Regions from separate parts of the Sus scrofa genome. Here region 1 is linked to region 2. A link is a contact called in public HiChIP or PLAC-seq data. All regions are on one chromosome and are shown on one strand. Each heading gives the region's core, a stretch centred on a gene start, on an enhancer-like site or on the middle of the called end of the contact. The rest is flanking DNA. Distances are from core to core; before and after follow the strand shown. Region 1 overlaps SESN1 (sestrin-1). Region 2 overlaps ARMC2 (armadillo repeat-containing protein 2).

Region 1 (5,103 bases), core at 701-3,200, 130 kb after region 2:
ATATTAAGGAGTAAACATCACCTAATCTATGAAAAAAGTCACACCACCAAATAAAACATTAACAAAGGATCATTTTTTGAGTTTTTTTTTTTCTTCCTGGAATAAATTCTAAAACACTTAAAAGGAGACTTTTAAGGGAAGTACCTTAAGAACTGCTGTAATAGCATTTTCATACTAATGCTTCATGTGTGCCCTTAAAAACATTTTTTTAATTAAAGTATAGTTGTTTTCCAATGTTGAACCATGTATGTATTCTTGATCCCCAGACCACATCTATGCTGAGACTCTTTCAACAAAAGAGCCTGTTTATAAAACTTAACGATTTCTAACTGGAGTAAGAGAGGTCTGACCTGCCAAGTCTTTTTGCCTGTGGGAGAAGATGAATTCATTCTGCTTCTTCCAAAGATGAGTTCAGTACTGTGGAGTTTTATAAAGATCATTTTTTAAAATGATTTTTATTTTTTCCATCATAGCTGGTTTACAGTGTTCTGTCAATTTTCTACTGTACAGCAAGGTGATCCAGTCACACATGCATATATAGATTATTTTTCACACATTATCACACTCCATCATAAGCGACTAGATCCATCATAAGTGGCTAGAAAGTTTTATAAAGATCTTAGGAAAGTGTCATATGAAAATAAAGAGCAACAACAGGGAACTAATCTCTTTTCGAGGGGAAAATCCCTGAAAGGCAAAGACAATTCCCTCCTTCATTTACCTTTTTAGGTCAGAAAAAGTAGGTCATTAATGACTATAATTAGTACAGTACCTGTCGGATGCTCCAGTCTACTTTAACTATATAGAATAAATTAATCATTTATGATTAAATGAGATCAGTACTGGCTGTATCTTAGAGCCACTTAATAAGCCTCAGAAAATTTGTTACTGGAAGGTCGCAGTTTTTCCCTCAAGAGTCCAAAAGAATCAGAAAAAATTGTTTTTCCTTCCTTCTTCATTAAATTTATGGCAGGTACTTTTCAATGTCTCAAGCGGTAATGCATACACTATTCTAACTTCCCCTCCCAATCTTTCCATTAGGATAGGCTGAACTCAAATCAAATAAATTAAAATGATTAATTCAATAAATGTACATGAGCCTTGATATAATTTGTAATTAAAACTGCCTCAATAACAAGAGAAAGTTAATATTTTCTTTAAAAATACATTCAACTCTTTGAAATATCTTACGCATATTATTTGCAATTCAGATGTATGTCTGATTTTAAAATGTGTATAACATAAATTAAAGCAACGATAAGTTTCTTCTAACTTAAAGTTCCCTTAGGATAAAAGAACACAGCTAACTAACACAGAGACTTGTGAAAAATTTTAGAACTTTTTATTTACAAATAACATAAAAATGAAAAATTCTAAATATTGAACACTTATTTATAAATATAAATGTATTAATTATTTTAAACAAAAATTAAATGGATATATCAGAATTGAGTATCACTTAAATATTTTAGGTTATGCAGTAAGCTTGACTTTATCTTCCTCTTTTAAATTAATTAAGCTAACGAATATTTACTTAGCTATTATTATGTGCCCACCGAGTGATGGAGAAATAAATGATGAGAAAACCTGGCAAGGCCTCTACCTACATGAAGTCTCACTCCAGTGGTAGACAGACATTAACCCAAGAATTATCTAAATGAAATGAAGTATGTGCCCTGAAGAATGATGAAAGAGAATGGATTTAGTCAGGAAAGTCTGAGAAGGCTTATTAGCCAAGGAATCTCCAACTGATGAGATCTGAAAGATGAGTAGGAGGAGATCTATTAAAGAGAGGAGAAGCTCTATTAAGGAAAGGGGGAAAGCACATAGAAAGCTTTCTACTAAGAGTAAACAGAGCACAGTGTGCCTGAAAAATGAACTGCAGATAGTCTGTGAGCCTGGGCCATGCAGAGCAAGGAAGAGCACACTGCAAGCCAAGGCTGCAGAGGCCAGCAGCAGCCAGGTCACGGACAGCCTTATAGGGAGGGTGACTTTTCATCCTGGTTTACTCCTATGACTTCTCAGAATCCATCTTCTCATCATGTCCCAGCTGCAATGATAAATTATGTGAGGCCATGTACAGAATTTTGCCCTTGACCAAAACACTATCGGAAATCATAAGAATTTTAAAGGTGTGTGTGTGTGTGTGTGTGTGTGTGTGTGTGTGTGTGTGTTGTGTGTGAGATAGAGAGAGAGAGAGATGATAGACAGCATGCATGAGGGAGGGAGGGGGAGACAGACATAGAAAAATAGCAATATTATAACATGAATTTAGCCATGAAATTAAAAATACAATTGCTAGAGATGCCTTCACCTGCAAAGTCTGAAATGTACTTCACAGTTGGTCTCAGGGAGAACAAGACATCTGAAATTGTACCAAATCAATGAGCAATAAAACCTTTCCACAGAAAGAAACAGCCCTTGGGTACTTGGTCCCAGCCCTGTTTGAATCCCAGTTCCCAGCTGCCCTACAGAGGTTGAGGGGGCTTCTAGAACATGCTTTTATTCCCCTTAGTATATAGGCATATTTGAGAATCATTATCAATATTCTTCCAGGTTTATTAAAAAAATACCATTTTCCCCAAAATTGTTATTATTTATTTTGCTGCCTCTCAGCTTTATATGAATGTTGTTAAAGTTTCTCCTTTTCCTATTTCCATTTACTCAATTTTCAGAGATCTATTTCTTTTTGTTACTCATTTTTTTTTTTTTTAATTATTTTCCCACTGTACAGCAAGGGGGTCAGGTCATCCTTAGATGTATACATTGCAGTTACAGTTCTTTTCCCCACCCTTTCTTCTGTTGCGACATGAGTATCTAGACATAGTTCTCAATGCTATTCAGCAGGATCTCCTTATAAATCTCATTTTTAAAAGAAATAATCTACTGTGTTTTAAGTAACTAAATATAAACACATTTAGTTTTAAAAATCATTTAACTAACCCTCTCACATATTCCCTTCTATGCGATCATGGAGACAAGGGGAGGAAACTCGGAAGCAGAGTTGTTCTGCTTTCTGAAGTGTCTTCAAGGATGGTATGATATGACTAGAGGATCTTCAAAAAGGAAAAAAGAAAAAACGAGATTACTGGGCTTAACAGGGACAAGGCTATAAGGCTAAAATAAACTACCATGCGTACTCAGGTATAGAAAATGCTCTGGATCACACATTTGTCTCTTAGACAGGATGATAGTAATATTCTGTGTCACAAAATACTGCCCATTTATTAAAGATTGAAAAATAATGAAACAAAAATATTTATTTTCTTTAAAATACTTTTTTTCTTTAAATCTTTCCTCTAATATAATACAGAATACTATCTATAATTATAGTCTAAAATGAAGATATTGAAGTTTTGTTTTTGTTTTTATTTTTTTTTTTTTACAAAGAACTCCTTTTAATGTATGGTCAGAACCTAAGGTAGCTGAGAATGAGATCGCCTCTCAAATTTTGAGAGATACCTTTAGAATGAGTAAAAGAATTAATACCATTTTACTACTATATATATAGTGGAAGGTCAAATTATGAAACTAAGATAATACTCTAGAAACCCTAGTTTTGCATCCAAATTAATTCTTTCTAATACTTATATTGACAAGCAATACTTTATTAGATTCCATCCAAATCTTGATTTTTGGCTTAATAATACATCCATAAACTAATAATATACAGACACAAACCTACCATTTCTATTCATATCTCTTTCTCCCCAGACCCTTTGCCATAGCTTCCTGATGAGAAGAGATGCAAGCACAAACCTGTTTTGGAAGCAGAGGTAGTTACTATATTTTTTTGGAGAACAGGGGTGGGGATGGAGGTAGAGGTTTACTATTTCCCTTTTTCCCCTGTAGTAAGGATAAGGGAGTCATTGAAATCCTTTGGAATAGGATGAAAAAGAAAGTAGGCAGGACTCATATGTGGGTTGCTCCTATTTCCCTTAGGAAAATTTGACCAATTTGATAACTAAGATCTGGACATGTATCATAGCACTGAGATTATCTGATGGCATGTAAATTTAATAAAAATGAAACCCAAGAAATCTTCTATTTTCCAGAATGTGTGATATGAAGAAGAGAAAATGAATTTATCTGGAGGGGACTCCGAAAGAGTCACTGATGAAAAAATGATGGCAAAGTGCTTAAATAATCTAGCAGCAGAGTGGAAACCCAAGAAATTTACCAAATAGTTATTTAATTTTAGAAAAAAAAAAGTTAAGGGGATTTCTAGAAAGATGATGGAATAAATGCTCATTCCTAGAAACTCTATCATAGAATGCCCAAACTATCAGAATCAATGAAAAGCAGTCCAAAAACCTAACAAGATAAAACTAAGAATATCATACAACTCTAAAGTGGTTAACTTCAGTCTAAGGAACAAGCATCAAAAACTACCAAAAGGGAACTCAGGCTCAAAGGGGTCCATGAAGATACCTAAAATGGTGAAAGCTCTAAACCATTTGAATAACCAATAGATATAAATGAACACTATTTTAAAAGACAAAAGAAGAAATTCAATGACTACCCCCACAAGGAACATACTTCAATAGTGAAACAGTGTTAACCTTAAAAGTTTTAGGAAGTTTCTGTTGTGGCTCAGTGGGTTAAGAATGACTAGTCTCCATGAGGATGTGGATTTGACCCCTGGCCCTGCTCAGTGCGTTAAGGATCCGATGTTGTCACAAGCTGCAGTGTAGGCCTCAGATATGGTTCAGATCTGGTGTTACTGTGACTATGGCACAGAAAACAAAATTTTTAGAGAGTCTATGCAGACAAAAATTGATTTGTTTGGGTAAAGTGTCAATGAAGACTTTCAGTACAGCAAACATAAATCACACTTGAAGCAGTAAAGGGATGCCAGAACACAAAAGAAACATTCAGATCTGAAAAACAAATGAAGGTAGAAAGGCTCTTATCACATTACTTCCTTCGATATGGTTATTCTGGTACAATATTAACGAAAACAATTGTTTCCTTAGATAGGTTTATTTAAAATACATTTTTTTAACGTTTAATTCTAACAACATTTATTTTAGTTGCTTTTCTGATGAATACACAGAACCTCAAGAGTCTGCAGTCTGATTGTCCCACTGTCCTTATTATTCA
Region 2 (4,760 bases), core at 858-3,357:
AACCTGTGCCACGGCAGTGACAACAAAGGATCCTGCACCTGCCGCACCACCAGGGAACTTCCTGAGAGTCTATTTTGAAGAAGAGGCTTCTCAGGTGATTCAAATAAAGAGTGGGTTTGAGAACCTGTGGTATAAGTTATTAAGATGGTTCCTTAAAGCAGTTTTTTTCTCTCTGAATATTGACAGCAGAGGGTTTTCTACAAAACCTCAAGAGACTTTAAAGTGATTAATCAAAGCAGCCACACAGGGTCAGTCTTTCTCTGCAAGCGTGTGGCTGAAAGTGAATCTCACGAAGTAGGAACCAGATCAACAGGCATGCCAGGTGTCTGTGTAGGTTTCCCCAATGAGTGGTGACAACCACACGCCTTGTGCCTCTTGCACCAATAACTAAGGCGCGCTTTCTTAGGCAGAGAAAATGAGATGGGTCGTTCGACCCTTCCAGGAATTTTCTCTGCCAGACTAGGCCAAGACAAGTTACCCAGAGACCAAACCAGGTGTGATAAGTCAACCATCGCACTGGTGGGGTTTCAAGGCACTGGTCAGAGTGGGCTACTTGGGAGGATACTCCTGCAGGACCCTCAAGACCCTCAAACTGGCCACCGAAGGGAGGGCTTGTTAAGCTCAGTTAGCTAGACAAGAAGCCGCAAGTTGTCCATTTGTTTCTTTGTGAAGCAGTCACCAGATTTTATTGTTAGAAGAATCACTCAGTATTCCTGCGGATGTCCTGCTTTGAGAAGTTCAGTACATCCCCAGGTCTAAACTTTGTAAATTTGCGACAGATAAATTTGAGGGTGATCTGTTCGCTTTACATAACACATGGTTTAGTTTACAGCCCCTCTGTCTGCACACAGCCCTTCGGTGACCGGGCTTGTCAGAATGTGATGGTAGCCAAGCGTTTCTAGTTCATCAACAGTCTCAGAGAACAGGAATCCACTCCTCCCAGCTCTTACAGAGACGTCCTCAGGGAGAACAAGGGAAACTTCTTTGGCTCATGTCTGTCTATGAGGTTCATTTTGTCCAAGATCCACAATCCAACTAGTAACTCCCAGTTCCCATACACTGAGACAAAAACTGAGACCGAAACACAGCCCTTCAGTCAGCTGGGTGCAGTCTGAAAGCTAAACTTTCACATTCGGTAAAGCTGAGTGAAATTCAATTGAATGACAAATCTCATTTAAGAACCGTGCACATATTGTCTGCTCCATGGTGCAAACGGCATTTGGTAGCAACCAAATGTGCCCACAGATGGGCCTCGTGTCGAAGGCCCGAGCCGGGTCCGCCACAGCCTTGCGAGGCAGAGCCAGCCTCCGGAGGTGCCTCTGACGTCAGCGCTGCCGCTTTTAGCAGCTCAGCAAAATACGCTTGGGTTTGTTTTTTTGGAAGAACTCGGAGGGATATTCCCCCATTTCTCCTATAAATATCTGCTGGGCAGGAGGTCTGGTAAACGGCCGCAAAAAAAGATTTATAAGACTGGGAATATTTTGCAAAGGTCACAGTCCAAAAAGAATGACCTTTATCTACATTCCCTTCCCTGTGTCTGTTGAGCAACTGTCTGACCCTCGCCACTTCTAGATATAGTCTGTCTTGTTTTTGATTGTTTGTTTGTTTGTTTGTTTAACAGAACTTCCAGATGCAGGGCAGTCATCAGAGCCTCAGAACAACTGTCTGAGGCATCCTTGGACGTGTCCTTGCTTGTGCTGCTCTGAAAGCCAAGCCTCCCTCCTCCCATTGAGACTTCTTTCTGGGCAAGTGGCTGTCTCCAGCCATGTGAACACTGTCTGATTTGGAATGCTCGGGCATCGTGGTGTTGAAAAGACCTGGCATGTCTGGAGAGTGGAGGCTGAAAGCAAAAACATCTGCCCTTTTCCAAGCTGTTCGGCTCCAGCGCAACCCCAGCTGCCCGGCAGGCCAGAGATAGCGCCCCCTCCCTCTCCCCCTCCGTCCTCCTGGAGCTCAGTGAGGACTGGAGAGGGAGGCTGCCCCACCCCTTCCCCTGGCGCCTTTAGATGGCGACTTGGCTCCTGGCTCGCCCCCCACCTCCTGCCTGGCGGGAGCGCACCCTGTGGCTGTCTTCCCAGCCCCTCGGCAGGCACATTCCCAGTGGGTGCCGGGAGCGTTTGGCTGAGCTCTCTTCTTTTTTTCAGCCTTGGCCTTGGTCTGCACCCCTGACCGAGCAGGCGGCACAATAAGTCCTTAGCTTGTTCATTCTTTCCGTCTCCTGCTGCTTTGCCCTTGTGGAAATGGCTCTCCCCCCAACCCCACCCCAATCAGCACCGAGTGCAAATGCCTGACTTATGTCTGCTGTCTTAAAAAAAGAACGGAGCACAGTGAAATTCTAGCATGGCCCTGGCGCTTTTGAATGATAGCCACATTCAGAAGCATACAGTGGGCGCCCAGTAAGTGATTGCTGATGGAATGGAGAGGTGGAGAGAGGCATCGAGTAGAAGTGCTTCTGGTTTTAAAATGATTGTCTACTTAGATTCTGGTTTTGAGCCTCCACCATCTCAGATTCTTCTGTTCTGTATGGCTCAGCACTTCAGCAAACTGTTGACCCACTTTTAGTAGCCTAGGGTTAATTAGCATTTCTGCAGCAGTGTAGGCTGCCTTCTCGATTTGTAGATGTTATCTGTTCTTTAAGCCACCTATAAACGCAATTTTCATGTTTGGTTTGGGGGGTGGGAAGCCAGATAAATGTTGCCAATGGCAAATCCTGATTGAGCTCGAAGATCCATATTGTGTGAGAGATTTCTAACCAAAATGTAAACAGGGGATCCTGATTAATTTTCTGGTGAAGAGAGATTTCTGATTTTAGGTGCAATTACAACCCCTTCAATTTCAACCCATCCTTGAAACTTTCTGAAATGTTTTCCTTGACTCAGGAGAAGTGGTCCTCTGCTAAGTTAACAATGGAGTCTGCTGAACACGGTTGATGCTTACGCAGCAGCTCGATAGAATTCCTCTCCCACCGTCAATGTTATGCAGATGGCTGATTTAAGGTGCTACAGTAGGAAGGGTGTGGAGACAGAGAGGGACGCATTCCCATTGGTCAGCGACAGGTGGGGGGAGGTGCGAGGTGAGGCGGAAGTGGTCACGTGGGCCCAGATGGTGCACGAGATGCTGGCTTTGGCATTTAATAGGCAGTGGATGTTTTTGAGCAAGGGATTGATAGAAGAGCTGTGTTTCAAGATAGTGGTGTTAGTCTTGGCTGCAGAGGGAGGAGCCCTTCAAGGGTCTCTGACAAGAGTCTGCAGACGAGTTAGCCAGAGTGGGCATGGGGAGGGGGGGCCCAGGGGGATTCTGAGATGACAGAGGGAGGCAACTCGGTGCCTGGTTGCTGAGAGGAGTGAGAAAGGGAGGAATGATAGATGCCTCTTGGGCAGTGTGGGTCGGATGAGGGTCATGTGGTGAAGAGGTGGCTCTGGTGGTTGGGAATCCATCTGTGAGTTCAGAAATGGTTGTTCAAGTCCTTCCTCTTCCCTACATCAGCGTTGGACTCTGGGGCCAGGGAGCCTCCTGAAGCGCCCATTTGTACCTCTGAGTAGGGGGACCCCCCCCCCCCCGACTTCAGGGCATCCTCTTTCTTTTTTACTTGGAAAGTAACAGTCAACACAGCGGCAGCAGCTGCTGGACCTTGACAGAGCCCACTCTGTTCAGCAGGGTCCTGCTCCTTGTTTGTTCCATTTAAAGAGGTTTTATTTATGGGTGTGTGGAGACCTTTCTGATTGGGTAACGTGCTTGCTCCCAGGGCACAGCATATGCTGCGCCAAAGAGATCGCCCCACAGGCTCTGCCTGGATGGCGTGGTCGAGGTCAGGCCTGCTGCTGTAGGTAGGTGTCCCTGCCTGAGCTCTGGTTGGCCAGAGCTGTTGCTAGGTTGATTCCATTTTAAGCAAAATTAGGAAGTCGACATGAACTGGTTATACTAGACAGCCTTCTTAAAAAAAGTTATCTCCCCTGATTCATCTTTATTTTGCTGTTTCAACAAAACACTTGTGGTATGAATAGGGAGCTCTGTGTGCAGCTTAATAAAAAGGGTATAAAAAGGGAAGTATTGATTTATAGGTGGTTCTCAGATATTGTCTAAGAAGGAAGGAGAGGCTTTTTCCCTCGAGGTAGAAAGCGCGTAGGTGAAATCACCCTCTGCTGTGGGCGTTGCTGGGCTCTACCAATCGATGATTTGGGCCTTTATCTAGTTTTTTAGATCTCTCTAGGATTTTAATTAAGTGGTGTTTTGTAGACTTGAGACGAATTGGGCTGTGAAACAATAAACATCCTCTCCGTAATACCATCCAGGGCAGTGCTGTGCGTGGCGCAGGGGCCACCCTTGGAGAGTGCTCCGGCTCAGCCTCTGCTTCCAGGATTCCAGATGAGTCCAGACAAGCACTGGCATGGGAGTCAGGAAACACCATCTCCGCCAGCCTCCTGTGAGACCGCTGCTCTTCTGGCCTATTCCATGCTCTCTCGATTCGCAGAGAATGTATTTGAGAAAGCGGAGGTGGGGGGGCGGGGGATGCCTTAGCCAACCCTGAGATCTAAGAGGATCAAAACAGCAAGCAGCGCAGTTGCTGGAAGTTTGGTGCTGCACACGGCACAATCTGCCAGCCCATTTGTTGATTCTGCGTGCCATCCCTCAGTTGGCACCACTGCTGCCAGGAACCACCCCCTCCTTTTTCCATCTGAAGGCAGGGAGGGAGGTATTGCGGCAGTGTTAACTCTTCCTGCCCTAAAGCCTAGAGTTTCCTCTTCCCCCATCAGGTGTAG

Evidence for each region. HiChIP or PLAC-seq counts read pairs in DNA pulled down with a chosen protein or histone mark.
Region 1: a contact with region 2 is called in an H3K27ac HiChIP or PLAC-seq map of skeletal muscle. The contact joins two enhancer-like sites. A contact is called at or near these places in 6 of 47 Hi-C or Micro-C datasets (brain, fetal heart ventricle, heart right ventricle and 2 more) and 1 of 2 datasets of contacts at active chromatin or transcription factors (skeletal muscle).

Annotation. Positions count from the first base shown.
Region 1 is chr1:75,139,416-75,144,518 of Sscrofa11.1, forward strand. The region is part of intron 1 of SESN1 (sestrin-1); the gene reads right to left. LOC106508918 (a long non-coding RNA gene) reads right to left here. Exons shown (of 2, transcript XR_001306055.2): 2 at 2,575-5,103. Among named protein-coding and RNA genes, the nearest start is that of SESN1, 28 kb to the right of the region's middle. Within about 2 kb of position 1,951, at least 1 of the 83 cell types and tissues checked has an H3K27ac peak or open chromatin away from gene starts, as enhancers often do. A contact at or near this core is called in skeletal muscle, where this site is marked.
Region 2 is chr1:75,010,539-75,015,298 of Sscrofa11.1, forward strand. The region is part of intron 13 of ARMC2 (armadillo repeat-containing protein 2); the gene reads left to right. Among named protein-coding and RNA genes, the nearest start is that of ARMC2, 89 kb to the left of the region's middle. Within about 2 kb of position 2,108, at least 44 of the 83 cell types and tissues checked have an H3K27ac peak or open chromatin away from gene starts, as enhancers often do. A contact at or near this core is called in skeletal muscle, where this site is marked.